2 separate regions of the Hordeum vulgare genome follow, and region 2 is linked to region 1. The links are chromatin contacts, called in public Hi-C maps. All regions are on one chromosome and are shown on one strand. Each heading gives the region's core, a stretch centred on a gene start, on an enhancer-like site or on the middle of the called end of the contact. The rest is flanking DNA. Distances are from core to core; before and after follow the strand shown. Region 1 overlaps LOC123407234 (rab GTPase-activating protein 22-like). Region 2 holds the start of LOC123410375 (cytochrome P450 78A9-like).

Region 1 (6,485 bases), core at 1,028-3,527:
GAACAAACTCTAAAATGTGTCTATATACATCCGTATGTAGTCCATAGTGTAATCTCTAAAAGGTCTTATAATTAGGAACGGAGGGAGTACATATAAGCTTGGGTGAAACTCGACCCATGCTAGACTTTGCTGCTTTTCAAATTATCAGACGAGAATGGCATGCAAACACTGACTTTAATGATCTCTGCTTAATTTATTGACATTTTTTTGGCACATCTTCTGGTGCAGGAATGAGTACGAAAAGCTCAGCCGCAAATGCCATCAAATTCTGAACTGCCAAAAGGGATTTGGGCTAAAGGTTATAAATGAAACCAATAATGAGGGGTGTTCTCGTGGTGTGCCTTATCTGCAAGATGTTAGTGCAAGTGTTTCTGTATCAGCCAAGGAATTTAGTTGTTCAGGCAGCGAGGCAAACAGTCCGGATAATGCTGCCTGTGGTGCTGAAGAATGCATGGATGATGATACAAATGAGTTAACTTGTGTAGGTCCATCTATGGCAGAATCAGAATCTTCTGACTCTGGGTCTTCAGATGAAGATTACCATGGCCAGATATCCGTCTGTGCTGATATAGAAGAGAACTGCTCTCCAGAGCCTAAATTTGTCAGGAGTACCTCATCCAAGTCAGACTTCTTTAGATCTAACAAAACTCCAGAGGATTTTGCAACATGGCAGCGCATTATACGTCTAGATGCTATCCGTGCAAACACAGACTGGGCTTTATTCTCCTGTAACCAGGCTGAAATCTCCGAGGAAAAGGCACTGGAGCGTGCATTGTCTGTTGGTTTGAAAGACTATGACCATTTAGAGCCTTACATGATATATCATGCTGCCCGGTTAGTTGCGTTGCTTGAGGCGTATGCACTTTATGATCCAGAGATTGGCTACTGCCAAGGTATGAGTGACCTGTTGTCACCGATAATTGCGGTAATGAAGGAAGACCATGAAGCATTTTGGTGCTTTGTGGGCTTCATGAAGAAAGCACGGCACAACTTCAGGCTGGATGAGGTTGGAATAAGAAGACAGTTGAAGACCGTCTCCCAGATCATCAAGCGCAAAGACTCGCACCTCTATAGGCACCTGCAGAAGCTGCAGGCCGAGGACTGCTTCTTTGTGTACAGAATGGTGTTAGTCCTCTTCAGGAGAGAGCTCACCTTTGAGCAGACTTTATGCCTGTGGGAGGTTATGTGGGCTGATCAGGCCGCTGTTCGAGCTGGTATTGGAAGGTCCACATGGGGAAGGATAAGGCTCCATGCTCCTCCAACCGACGATTTGTTGCTCTATGCCATTGCAGCCTGTGTCCTGCAGAGGAGGAAGCTGATCATCGAGAGGTACAGCAGCATGGATGAGATACTGCGGGAGTGCCATAGCATGGCTGGGCAGCTCGACGTCTGGAGGCTTCTAGATGATGCGCACGACTTGGTTGTTAACCTCCATAATAAGATCTGATTCAATCGCTCTTTTCGAATCGTTTATAGACCTAAAAATTATGCCCGAGGTATGTTCTCAGTGAAAGTGAACTTTCATCTGTTGTTTGTCACCCGGCATAAAAAACATCCTAGGTATAGAGATTGTTGTAAGTTCCCTTCAAAGAAAACAGAACATGGATCAAGTATCCCAAGTTCAGCAAAATACAGTACATCCTTGGATGTCATAGTTACCAGGTTACTGCCATTGTAAACAGTCGGTTGCTTATTTAATGCAGGGAACTTGCTGTTTTTGCCTTTTAAACATTCCTTCTTGGCAAGAACAGCATTTCCCCCCTTTTATTATAGTTGAAACAGAATTTTACCATTATTAAGGAATAAAGAGCAGTATACAAACTACTTACTCTGTATTGTTTACTGATAATATTGCACTGAATTTTTACCCTTCCATCTTACACATGCAAATCACAGCTCCCACTTTCCTTGCTGTTTTACTGGAATACTCCCTCTGTCCCATAAGGTAAGACGTTTTTTGAAAGAGAGTAGTACATATGTTTGAGAGATAAAAAAAAGGGTTGGATGATGTGGTGTGATTCAATGCACAGCTGTTAGAAATTGAAATGTGCACATCTGAGACTGAGCTGAATCACATGCTCTAGTGGAGGCATTTCCTTGTTGCGTTACTGTTGGCACTGTTCCCATCAGTGATTCAGACTTAACAGCTGCGTCCACTTGATTTGAGGACGTCTTCTTCCTTGGAGCAACGAGGGGAACGGTGATGATATTTGCACTGCTCAGGGGACACCTGCACTAGAATCCAAAGCTTTGATGCGATCTTACCTGAAGCAAAAGGAGGCAAAGGCAACCACCACCATCAGTTTCAGTTGCCATGGCCCATTAATGGGACACACGCGCGCATTATGTGTTTCCCGGCTCCGCGCCTATTTTCGCATATCCTCGTGGCACATACAAGGCACCTGGACAAGTATAAGATCGACCCTGAAAATCTATACCTAATAATAATAATAATAATAATAATAATAATAAAACGGCTATTGCTTTCGTCGGAAAACCCACCACGCCATTTTTATAAAAAAGCCCTTGTAATTTTTGTTATTCAACCCACGCTTTAATTTTTTTATTATGGTGGAATTAACAATGGACGGATTGACTTTTTAACAAAATAGGATAGGACTAACTACATTAGTTAGTTAGCTTCTTATTTTAATAAATCAAAACAATTATAAAAAGATTAAAAGCGTATGGTATTTTTTTTTTCTCCCGTTGCAACGTACGGGCTATTTTGCTAGTAATAATAATAATACAATTATAACATCAGGGAAGTCACAAGGACATGATAGCAACCTGTGATGTTGCATTTACTTTATTAATACCATTTCAAGGCTAACCAATGCTTTGGTGGAACAAGATCATCTGTGTTAACTCTGGTTACTTCAAAGGGACGCCGTCCGTGCAACATCCGATGGCAACGGGCGGCGATGCTTTCGCTCACCGTTAAGCAGCTAAAAATTACCTTATATTAGAACAGAAAAAACAGCCCCTTTCGCTCACCGTTCTGCCATTTGCTAGGCGAGGGCTCGTCGCTGCCGGATGTTGCCTGAATTAGCCAGAGCTAAGTCAAGGATCTCGTTCCCACGGTGATAAATTTATAAAAATTAGATATTTTTTGTTGGAAATATACCCTAGAGGCAATAATAAAATAGTTATTATTATATTTTCTGTTTCAAGATAATCGTTTATTATCCATGTTATAATTGTATTAAATGAAAACATAAATGCATGTGTGGATATATAAACAAAACAATATTTCTAGTGAGACTCTAGTTGACTAGCTTGTTGATCAAGGATGGTTAAGGTTTTCTAGCCACAGACAAGTGTTGTCACTTGATGAAGGTATCACACCATTAGAAGAATGATGTGATGGACAAGACCCAAACTATAAACGTAGCATATGATCGTGTCACTTTGTTGCTATTGTTTTTTACATGTCAATTATGCATTCCTATGACCACGAGATCATGTAACTCACTGACACCAGAGGAATGCCTTGTGTGTATCAAACGTCACAACGTTAATGTGTGACTATAAAGGTACTCTACATGTATCTCCGAAGGTGTCCATTGAGTTAGCATGGATCAAGATTGAGATTTGTCACTCCGTGTGACGGAGAGGTATCTCGGGGCCCACTCGGTAATACAACATCACAAACAAGCCTTGCAAGCAATGTGACTAAAGAGTTAGCCACGGGATCTTATATTACGGAACGAGTAAATAGACTTATCGTTAACGAGATTGAAATAGGTATGTCGATACCGACGATCGAATCTCGGGCAAGTAACATACCGAAGGACAAAGGAAATGATATACGAGATTGTGTGAATCCTAGACATAAAGGTTCAATCGATAAGATCTTCATAGAATATGTAGGATCCAATATGGACGTCTAGGTCCCGCTATTGGATATTGACCGGAGAGTATCTCAGTCATGTCTACATAGTTCTCGAACCCGCAGGATGTGCACACTTAAGGTTCGGTGACGTTTTTGGTATAGTTGAATTATTTATGTTGGTAACCGAATATTGTCCGGAGTCCCGAATGAGATCTCGGACATCACGAGGGTCTCCGGAATGGTCCGGAAACAAAGATTGATATATAGGATTGTTGCATTTGGCTTCTGGAAAGATTTCAGGCATTACCGGTAAAGTACCGGGAGTGACAAATGGGTTTCGGGGTTTTACCGGGAGGGGCCACCCACCCGGGAGAGGACCTAATAGGCCCATGGGTGGCGCACCAGCCCTTAGTGGGCTGGTGAGGCCAGCCCAATAGGCCTATTTCGGCCAACGCAAAAATAAGAAGGAAAAAGAAAAAAAAAGAGAAGGAAGGAGGTGGACAAGATGGGAAAGAGTCCTCCACCAAACCGAATTGGAGGAGGACTCCTCCCCTTGGCTCGGCCGACTCCTCCTCCTTGGAGTAGGAGGCAAGCCACCCTCCCCCTTGTTCCTCCTATATATAGTGGAGGTTTGAGAGGGTTTTTGCACCCCAAGCCTTTGTGCAGCCCTCTCCCCCTCCACTACTTCATGACACCCCGTAGCTAGTTCGGTACGGCACGACGAAGCCGTGCCGGAGTAGCTCCACCATCATCACCGCCACGCCATCGAGCTGCCGAAGAATTCATCTACCTCTTCGTCTCTCTTGCTGGATCAAGAAGGCGGAGATCGTCATCGAGCTGTACGTGTGCTGAACACGAAGGTGCCGTCCGTTCGGTGCTAGATCGGGGCGGATCGTGGGATGGAGGTGATTTGGATCGCGAAGATGTTCCACTACATCAACCACATTTCTTAACGCTTCCCGCTTAGCGATCTACAAGGGTATGTGGATCCTACCTCTCTCTCGTAGATGATCATCACCATGATAGGTCTTCGTGTGCGTAGGATTTTTTTTGTTTCTCATGCAACATTCCCCAACAGTGGCATCATGAGCTAGGTTCATGTGTACATGATATCTCGAGTAGAACACAAAAGAGTTTGTGGGCGTTGATGTTCAATTTGCTGCCCTGCTTAGTCTTTTCTTGATTCAACGACATTGTTGGATTGAAGCGGCCCGGACCAACTTTACTCGTACGCTTAAGAGAGACCGGTTTCATCGACTGACATGCAACTTGTTGCATAAAGATGACTGGCGGGTGTGTGCTTCTTCAACTTTAGTTGAATTGGATTTGACCGAGGCGGTCCTTGGAGAAGGTTAAATAGCAATTTGCATATCACCGTTGTGGCTTTGCGTAAGTAAGATGCGATCATACTAGATACCCATGGCAGCCACGTACGACATGCGACAACAAATTAGAGGACGTCTAACTTGTTTTTGCAGGGTATGCTTGTGATGTGATATGGCCAAAGACATGATATGATATATTGGACGTATGAGATGATCATGTTGTAATAGTTAAATATCGACTTGCACGCCGATGCTGTGGCAACCGGCAGGAGCCATAGGGTTGTCTTTAAATTTATTTTGCGCTTGCAGATGCTCTTGCTATATCGCTAGGCAGTAGCTTTAGTAGTAACAACATAGATAGCGCGACAACCTCGATGGCAGCACAATGATGGAGATCATGGTGTGGCGCCGGTGACGATGGATATCATGCCGGTGCTTTGATGATGGAGATCAAGAAGCACAAGTTCATGGCCATATCATGTCACTTTTTGAATTTGCATGTGATGTTAATCCTTTATGCACCTTATTTTTCTTAGGACGACGATAGCATTATAAGGTGATCCCTCACTAAAATTTCAAGATAAAATTGTGTTCTCCCCGACCGTGCACCGTTGCGAAAATTCGTCGTTTCGAGACATCACGTGATGATCGGGTGTGATACACTCAACGTTCACATACAAAGGGTGCAAAATAGTTGCACATGCGGAACACTCGGGTTAAACTTGACGAGCCTAGCATGTACGGACATGGCCTCGGAACACAAGAGACTGAAAGGTCGAGCATGAATCATATAGTTGATATGATCAACATGGAGATGTTCACCATTGGAACTAATCTCAATTCATGTGATGATCAGACTTGAGTTAGTGGATTTGGATCATGCGACACTCGAATGACTAGAGGGATGTCTATTTGAGTGGGAGTTTATTAGTAATATGATTAGCTAAACTCAATTGTCTTGAACATAGTCTAAGTAATCTTTGCAAAATTTTATGTTGTAGATCAATGGCTCGCGCAGTAGCAACCCTGAATTTTAATACGTTCCTAGAGAAAGCTAAGCTGAAAGATGATGGAAGCAACTTTGTTGACTGGATTCGTAATATGAGGCTTATCCTCATGACTGGCCAAAAGAAATATGTCCTTGATGCTGCGCTAGGTGATGCACCGCCCGCTACGGCGACCCAAGATGTTTTGAACGCTTGGCAGTCCCGTAAGGATGACTACTGATTGGTTCAATGTGCAATTTTGTATGGCTTAGAACCGGGACTTCAAAGACGTTTTGAACGTCATGGAGCACATGAGATGTTCCAGGGGTTGAAGTTTAT
Region 2 (6,485 bases), core at 2,601-5,100, 250 kb after region 1:
CATCTATCTTGTCGTTGATGTCCATTCAGAAGATCATCTCTCAGGTGTTATTCTTATGTACTATAGCGACATCGTTTTCTTGACGTCTTCAGCGGCCAGACGACAAGCAACAACCGAGCGATCCCGTGATCGATCGATCTCGATGCGCAGCCTGATACAGTAACATAATATAATTATTGACCTGCAGGATTGCGATGGGCGATAATTGAGGCCGGCAAACTACTTTTTTTTCTTTTTAACTCTGCCTGCGACCAGTCAGATGGTGCTATCTCACGGGACGCATATATACAACCAACAAGAGAATAGACAGGAGAGAGGACAGCTCTAGACAGGAACGAGGGAAGAATAGTGATTCCTAAGAGCATCTCAACTTTTACCACACCATCCGGTCACTAATCTGTTAAAAAAAACGATGGACGGTCTTGAACGAACCTCAAACATTTGAATTGATCTTATCCCTCATATCCAACTTATATATAAGACGGATATGTGACATTCGGATGTGGCCTTCATGTCAGACCCAGCTCACGCTGGTTCATCCGACCCCACATATATTTCTTTCGATCCTCTTGTCGGATGGAACCCTAGCCACTTCACTTCCATTCCCTCCGCTTCCCTCCACCCCTCTTCGTCACCCGACCTCACCTCCAGCGATCTCCGACATTCTCCGGCATGGCGGCAACGGATCCGAGTGTCCTTCACCTCTAGATTCATCGACCACGAGCTCATCCCACGCCGCCCTGAGGACAGATGGCGATACGGCTTGCGCTCCGCCGCTCCCGGGAGATGGCCGCCCGACGACAGCGCTCAGACTCCTTCCGTCAGGAATCCATTTTCTCGCAAAACCGATGCATGAAACCGGTGTGACTACCTCATCGGAGGTCGTGCGGTCCATCTGGCATCCGAACACGGTGGCAGACGCGCAACCCTTTCGTTGGCACATCGAGGACGCACCATGGGCGTCCGCAGACACAAGCATAGCGCGTCTTGCCCATCGAGCGAGGCAACGGGTGCGGGAGGCGGCAGTAGCCCTCGCGGTGGTGGACGTTGGCTAGGCGGAGTCGCATTCCCCGGCGCCCGTATGGTGAACCAGTGCGGGCGCCGCAACCGTGTCATGGTGGACGCCGACTCCTCCTAGAAGGGATCCGTCATCTATCTCGCGTCCCCTGACACCGTTCGGATTACGAGCTCCAACGAGGAAGAGTAGGGCATGATAGACGACGGGAGCTCGACTAGCGTGAGCCAGCTAGTGTCCCATGTCCTACTCTACCTCGTCGGACGACCAAACCAATATTATGAGGGGCACAACCAGCCGCCGGACATGGCCACGGCGGAGCCAAACGAGATACGCTTATTATTAAGTTTACGTTACATGTAATAGTATGGATTTGTGTTTTTTTTTAATTTAAGGTATACGGTTATGAAATGCATTATTTAAGTAAATACGTTTATGGACGTTTGAAGGATCGGATTTGACTATCGCAGTTGCATATGCTCGAATGTAGAAAAGGCTTCCCTAGTTAATATTTCGAAAGATAAAAGAAAGTTCTCTAGTTACTCAGAACCACTATTTTTATTGAAAACATGTGGTAGGTACAGTACAACTGATACCTGCATTAGGATAAACAAATATTTTTACATAGTAGAAGTAGTACATCTCTAGGCAGCAAACAGGAAGCACAAGAAATTTGTGACACTCACCTCCCGGCAGTAGTTGATAACTACGTAAGTAAACGTCTACCCAGTTAAGAACAGTAAACGACAGCGGTACACATACGAGGACCGGACCTATTGTAGTAGCGGGCACATTTCCAAAAGCGAGACACTACATTACCACTACACTACACGCACTGATACTGATAGTAGTACAGAAGGGAAGAAGAGGCCAACTGCTCACATGGCTGCCCCAAGCAAGCACGTAATCACACAGTACGCCTCGGCCTTAGCCTCGCCTCTAGCGGAGCTGCCATCTCACACGACAGCCTCAGCACCTCAGACATGTCCACGCCACCTGGCCCGGCAGACGACGGCGGCGGCGGCGTCCACTCGAACTCGTGCAGCAGCGTGGCAACCCAGAATCCGACGGTGGCCATCGCGAGTGACTTGCCGGGGCAGCTCCGCCTGCCGGACCCGAACGGCGCGAGCCTGAGATCGGAACCCGTTACGGAGAAGTCGGCGGACAATGGCCCGGCGAGGAACCGTTCTGGCTTGAACTCCCCCGGCTTGGCCCACACGGCTGGGTCGTGGGTTATGGCCCACATGTTGACCATCGCTGTGGTCCCCGCGGGGACAAGTAACCCACCTACGTGGACGTCCGATGTGGCAAGCCGCGCCCACGACAGCAGCGGGCCCGGTGGGTGAAGGCGCAGGACCTCCTTGACCACGGCCTGCAGAAAGACGAGCGAGGCGGCGTCCGACTCGGTCACCGCCCGGTTCGGCCCGACCACCCGGTCCAGCTCCTCGTGGACCCTCGCCTGCACGCCCTGGTGCAGCACCAGCCGGGCCAGCACCCATTCGATTACCACTGCCACGGTGTCGGTGCCACGAAAGATCATCTCCTGCAACCCCACACATAAAACATTTCTCGTTATGACCAACCTAATTACCGGACACATCACACATGCATGCATATCTATCTACTCATAAGTGTTCATTCATGTTTTCCATTTAAGCGTATGAAGGTACTAGTATGAAAGAACGTACCCAGAGAACGGCGGTCATATCGGCGTCGGAGAGCTTGTCGCTGCCTTGTAGGGAGAGCAGAACGTCGGTGAAGTCTACTACGGCGTCGGCGTCGGCGTCGTTCCGGGCGGCACGGTGCTCGTCGATGATCCTGCCGACAAACCGGTTCACGCGGGGGACGAGGGCGGAGCACTTGGACCGGATCTTCTGCAGGTCGAAGCGCGCGAGCCACGGGAGATGGTCGGACCAATTGAGCTGGCCGAGCAGGTCGTAGCCTTGATCCACCAGGCTCTTGAGCTCCGCGGCCTCCTCGCTCTCCACCTCGTCCAGCTCGTACCTCCGACCGAAAACGGACCACATCACGTTGTGCAGCGACGCGCGTTTCAGGAACCGCCGCGCCTCGACGTGTTTGATGCCAGCGCTGCCGACGGGCCTCATGGCGTCCACCATCTGGCGCGCGATCACTGCGCGCTGCGCGGCGGAGGCGGCCACCTGCCGCGGCGAGAAGAGGTGCGAGGACGACACGCGGCGGAGCGTGCGCCAGTAGGCGCCGTAGGGGGCGAACCCGATGGCGCGATGGAACATAAGCCCGTAGGCGGACTCCTTGACCGGCCGATCAGCGAACGCAGGGCTAGCCAGCAGCTCTCTGGCTACGTCAGGGTCCGCGGTCACCACCACCCGAGTCTCCCCCATGGAGAACGCCATGAGCCGCCGGCGCCTGACGTTTCCTGACGCCGCCACCGCCAGCTTACGGTGCGCGAGGCCGGTCATGAGCCCCATGCTGCCGATCACGGGGAAGCCCCGTGGCCCCGGGACACGGGCCTCGCCAATGCCCAGACCCTTCCTCGTCCACCAATACCTCCCCCACGCCGCACCACCTTGAGACGACCAGTGCAGGAGCGACGTGACGACGAAGGCGGCGAGCAGAACTGCAACAAAGCTTACCACGCGGTAAGGCTCGCCGTCGCCGTTGGCGCAGCATTTGGCTGCAAGAGAAACGTACAGCAGCCAGCCGCACTCCTCGGATGGAGCCATGTCGACGTACGTGCACGTACTTTTTCCCTCGTTCTCGCGTTTAGGCCGAATGGGAAGAACACTACTAGGGGGCGCAAATGAAAGGACGGATTGTTGTTCGCAGCTGGAAAGTCAAGTGCACTTTGAGTTTTGGTGGACGAGACCGCGCGGCACCGCCTTTTATAGCGGTGGAGGAATGTACAATGGTAACTAGAGAGAAATTATTTTAAAAAGGTACGCATTAATTAGCAATAATGGTCTCACCATACTTAGAGATACATAGTTATCGAAGGTAAGACGAAGAAATAACTCATTGTACAACATTTTTTCTTCTTCTTTGAAATACGTAACGAACTTAAGATAAGACAGTCTCATAAACTACTCAATATATGCCGAAATGTGTAATTGGCTTGGGTTTGTGTGACTGGGCTGCAAGAAATGCTCAAGTCCTGTGAGTAGCTTAACCCAAACTCGTTTTTTTTAACATAGTACAAACACAAACGTTCATATACACATGTATACGCTTAACGCTATGAAAGCACACACGCACATTCTATCCCTATTAGCATTTTCGATAAATTGAACAGGTATATCATCTTAAATTTACGAAGTTACTGTAGGCACCTCATCGTGAACGGGAATTCTTTCACTGAAAACGTATCGCAGAAAATGCTAAAATAAATTTAAAAATAATGCAAGCACCAGAACTTACCCTAATGAGCTGGGTATCACCGTTCCTCTAATCATCCAACCACAGATTGGTTTGTAACCCAATTTCGTATTTGAACCGACTTGAAAAGAAATAAGTGATATGATTACCATATGTAGCTCGGTTGAGAGATAAGTCAATCTTGAACCAACACTCACTCGCTAGCTTAATAAAATGTTATTTTATTAAATAGTCTTGATATGTATTAACAGAAAATATGATAATTTATTATCATATATGTTGCATATGATTTTCTTCCATTTCATCTGCTAGCAAACATGGAAGCTTGATTAACCATGAAGAAAATTTAGGCTTTATTAGCCATGTGTCAAATACCCTACTATTTTTTTGCTAAAGACACACCTTCATTTTATTATCTTACAACTTTTCTCAATATTAAATATTTACTTGAGAAAAAAACTCAACCTACCTTAAAAATATAATATTATTATCATCATCTGATTGAAGTAATAATTTATAGTGGTTTTTTATGTTGTGTTGTGGCTTTTTTCCTGTATCTGATACGTTCATTTTGCATCATGTTTTGTTAGTGTAAGTCATAGTGTTTTTATGCATTATACCACTTTATGAAGTAATTCTAATGCCTTTTCTCTTATAATATGCAAGGTTTACATCAAGAGGAAGAATGCAGGGAGATGGAACTCTGGACCTGAAAAAGCTACGTCAACAAGTAATTCTAATGCCTTTTCTCGTATAATATGTTATTTAATGCCTCTTTGATCATCAACATGTTTATCACTTGTGAGTAGTTATTTTTGTTCTTGAGGTCACGGGATAAGTCATGTTGCAAGTAGTCATGTGATGTTGATACTCGTTCGATATTTTGATGATATGAATGTTGTGATTCCCTTAGTGGTGTTATGTGAACGTCGACTACATAACACTTCACCATCTTTAGGCCTAAGGGAATGCATTGTGCAGTAGTTATTAGATGATGGGTTGTGAGAGTGACACAAACTTAAGCCCTAGTTTATGCGCTATTCCGGAAGGGGCTGATTTGGATCCTTATGTTTAATGCTATGCTTAGGATTTATTCTTAATACTTTTCTCATAGTTGCGGATGCTTGCGGGAGGGTTAGTCATAAGTAGAAGGCTTGTTCAAGTAAGAACAACATCCAAGCACTAGTCCACCCACATATCAAATTATCAAAGTACCGAACGCGAATTAACCCAACATAACGAAAGTGACTTGATGAAATTCATGTGTGCCCTCAAGAACGCTTTGCCTATTATAAGAGATTGTTCCGGCATGTCCTTTGCCACAAAAGGATTGGGCTACCTTGCTGCACTTAATGTTACTATTGCTACTCGTTACTTGTTACAGTTATCTTGCTATCAAACAACTTGTTACCACTATTTCAATGCTTGGAGAAATTAACTTGCTGAAAACCGCTTGTCATTTCCTTCTGCTCCTTGTTGGGTTCGACACTCTTACTTACCGAAAGGACTACGATTGATCCCCTATATTTGTGGGTCATCAAGACTCTTTTCTACCGCCGTTGCCCGGGAGGTGAAGCAGCTTTGGTAAGCGGAATTTCGTAAGGGAAAATTTATATTACATGCTAAAATTTACTATTACTTGTCAATATGGAAAGTAATCATTTGAGGGGTTTGTCCGGGCTATCTTCACCTCGCTCGAAAACACCAAGAGTTGTCCCTCAACGTGTCGAACCTACTGAAAATGTTTATTATGAAATTCCTTCAGGTAGGATAGAGAAACTGCTAGCTAATCCTTACGCAGGAGATGGAACAAAACATACCAATATGCACCTAATCCACGTGGATGAAGTTTCTGGATTATTTAAGCTTCCAGGTTTATCCGATGATGAAGTTAAGAAGAAGGTTTTACCTTTATCTTTGGGGGGGCATTGACATGGTATAGCCTATGGGATGATACAATATCTTGGAACTGGAATCGATTGCAATTGGAGTTTCACCAAAAAACTCTATCCTATGCATCTTGTTCATCGTGATCAGATTTTTATTTATAAATTTTGGCCTTGTGAAGGAGAAAGTATCGCTCTAGATTGAGGGAGGCTTAAGTCAATGTTATATTCAT

The links. A called contact is a pair of places that touch in the nucleus more often than the background predicts.
Region 2: a contact with region 1 is called in a Hi-C map of leaf, with 2.5 times the contacts expected there. The contact joins the promoter of LOC123410375 here to the enhancer-like site in region 1. A contact is called at or near these places in 4 of 6 Hi-C or Micro-C datasets (leaf and seedling).

The regions. Positions count from the first base shown.
Region 1 is chr7H:231,509,869-231,516,353 of MorexV3_pseudomolecules_assembly, forward strand. LOC123407234 (rab GTPase-activating protein 22-like) reads left to right here. Exons shown (of 5, transcript XM_045100321.1): 5 at 229-1,824. The coding sequence ends at 1,447. Among protein-coding and RNA genes, the nearest start is that of LOC123407234, 15 kb to the left of the region's middle. Within about 2 kb of position 2,278, at least 2 of the 3 cell types and tissues checked have open chromatin away from gene starts, as enhancers often do. A contact at or near this core is called in leaf, where this site is marked.
Region 2 is chr7H:231,760,567-231,767,051 of MorexV3_pseudomolecules_assembly, forward strand. LOC123410375 (cytochrome P450 78A9-like) reads right to left here and starts at 3,851. Exons shown (of 2, transcript XM_045103314.1): 1 at 2,704-3,851; 2 at 1,555-2,558. The coding sequence starts at 3,717. The coding sequence ends at 1,923.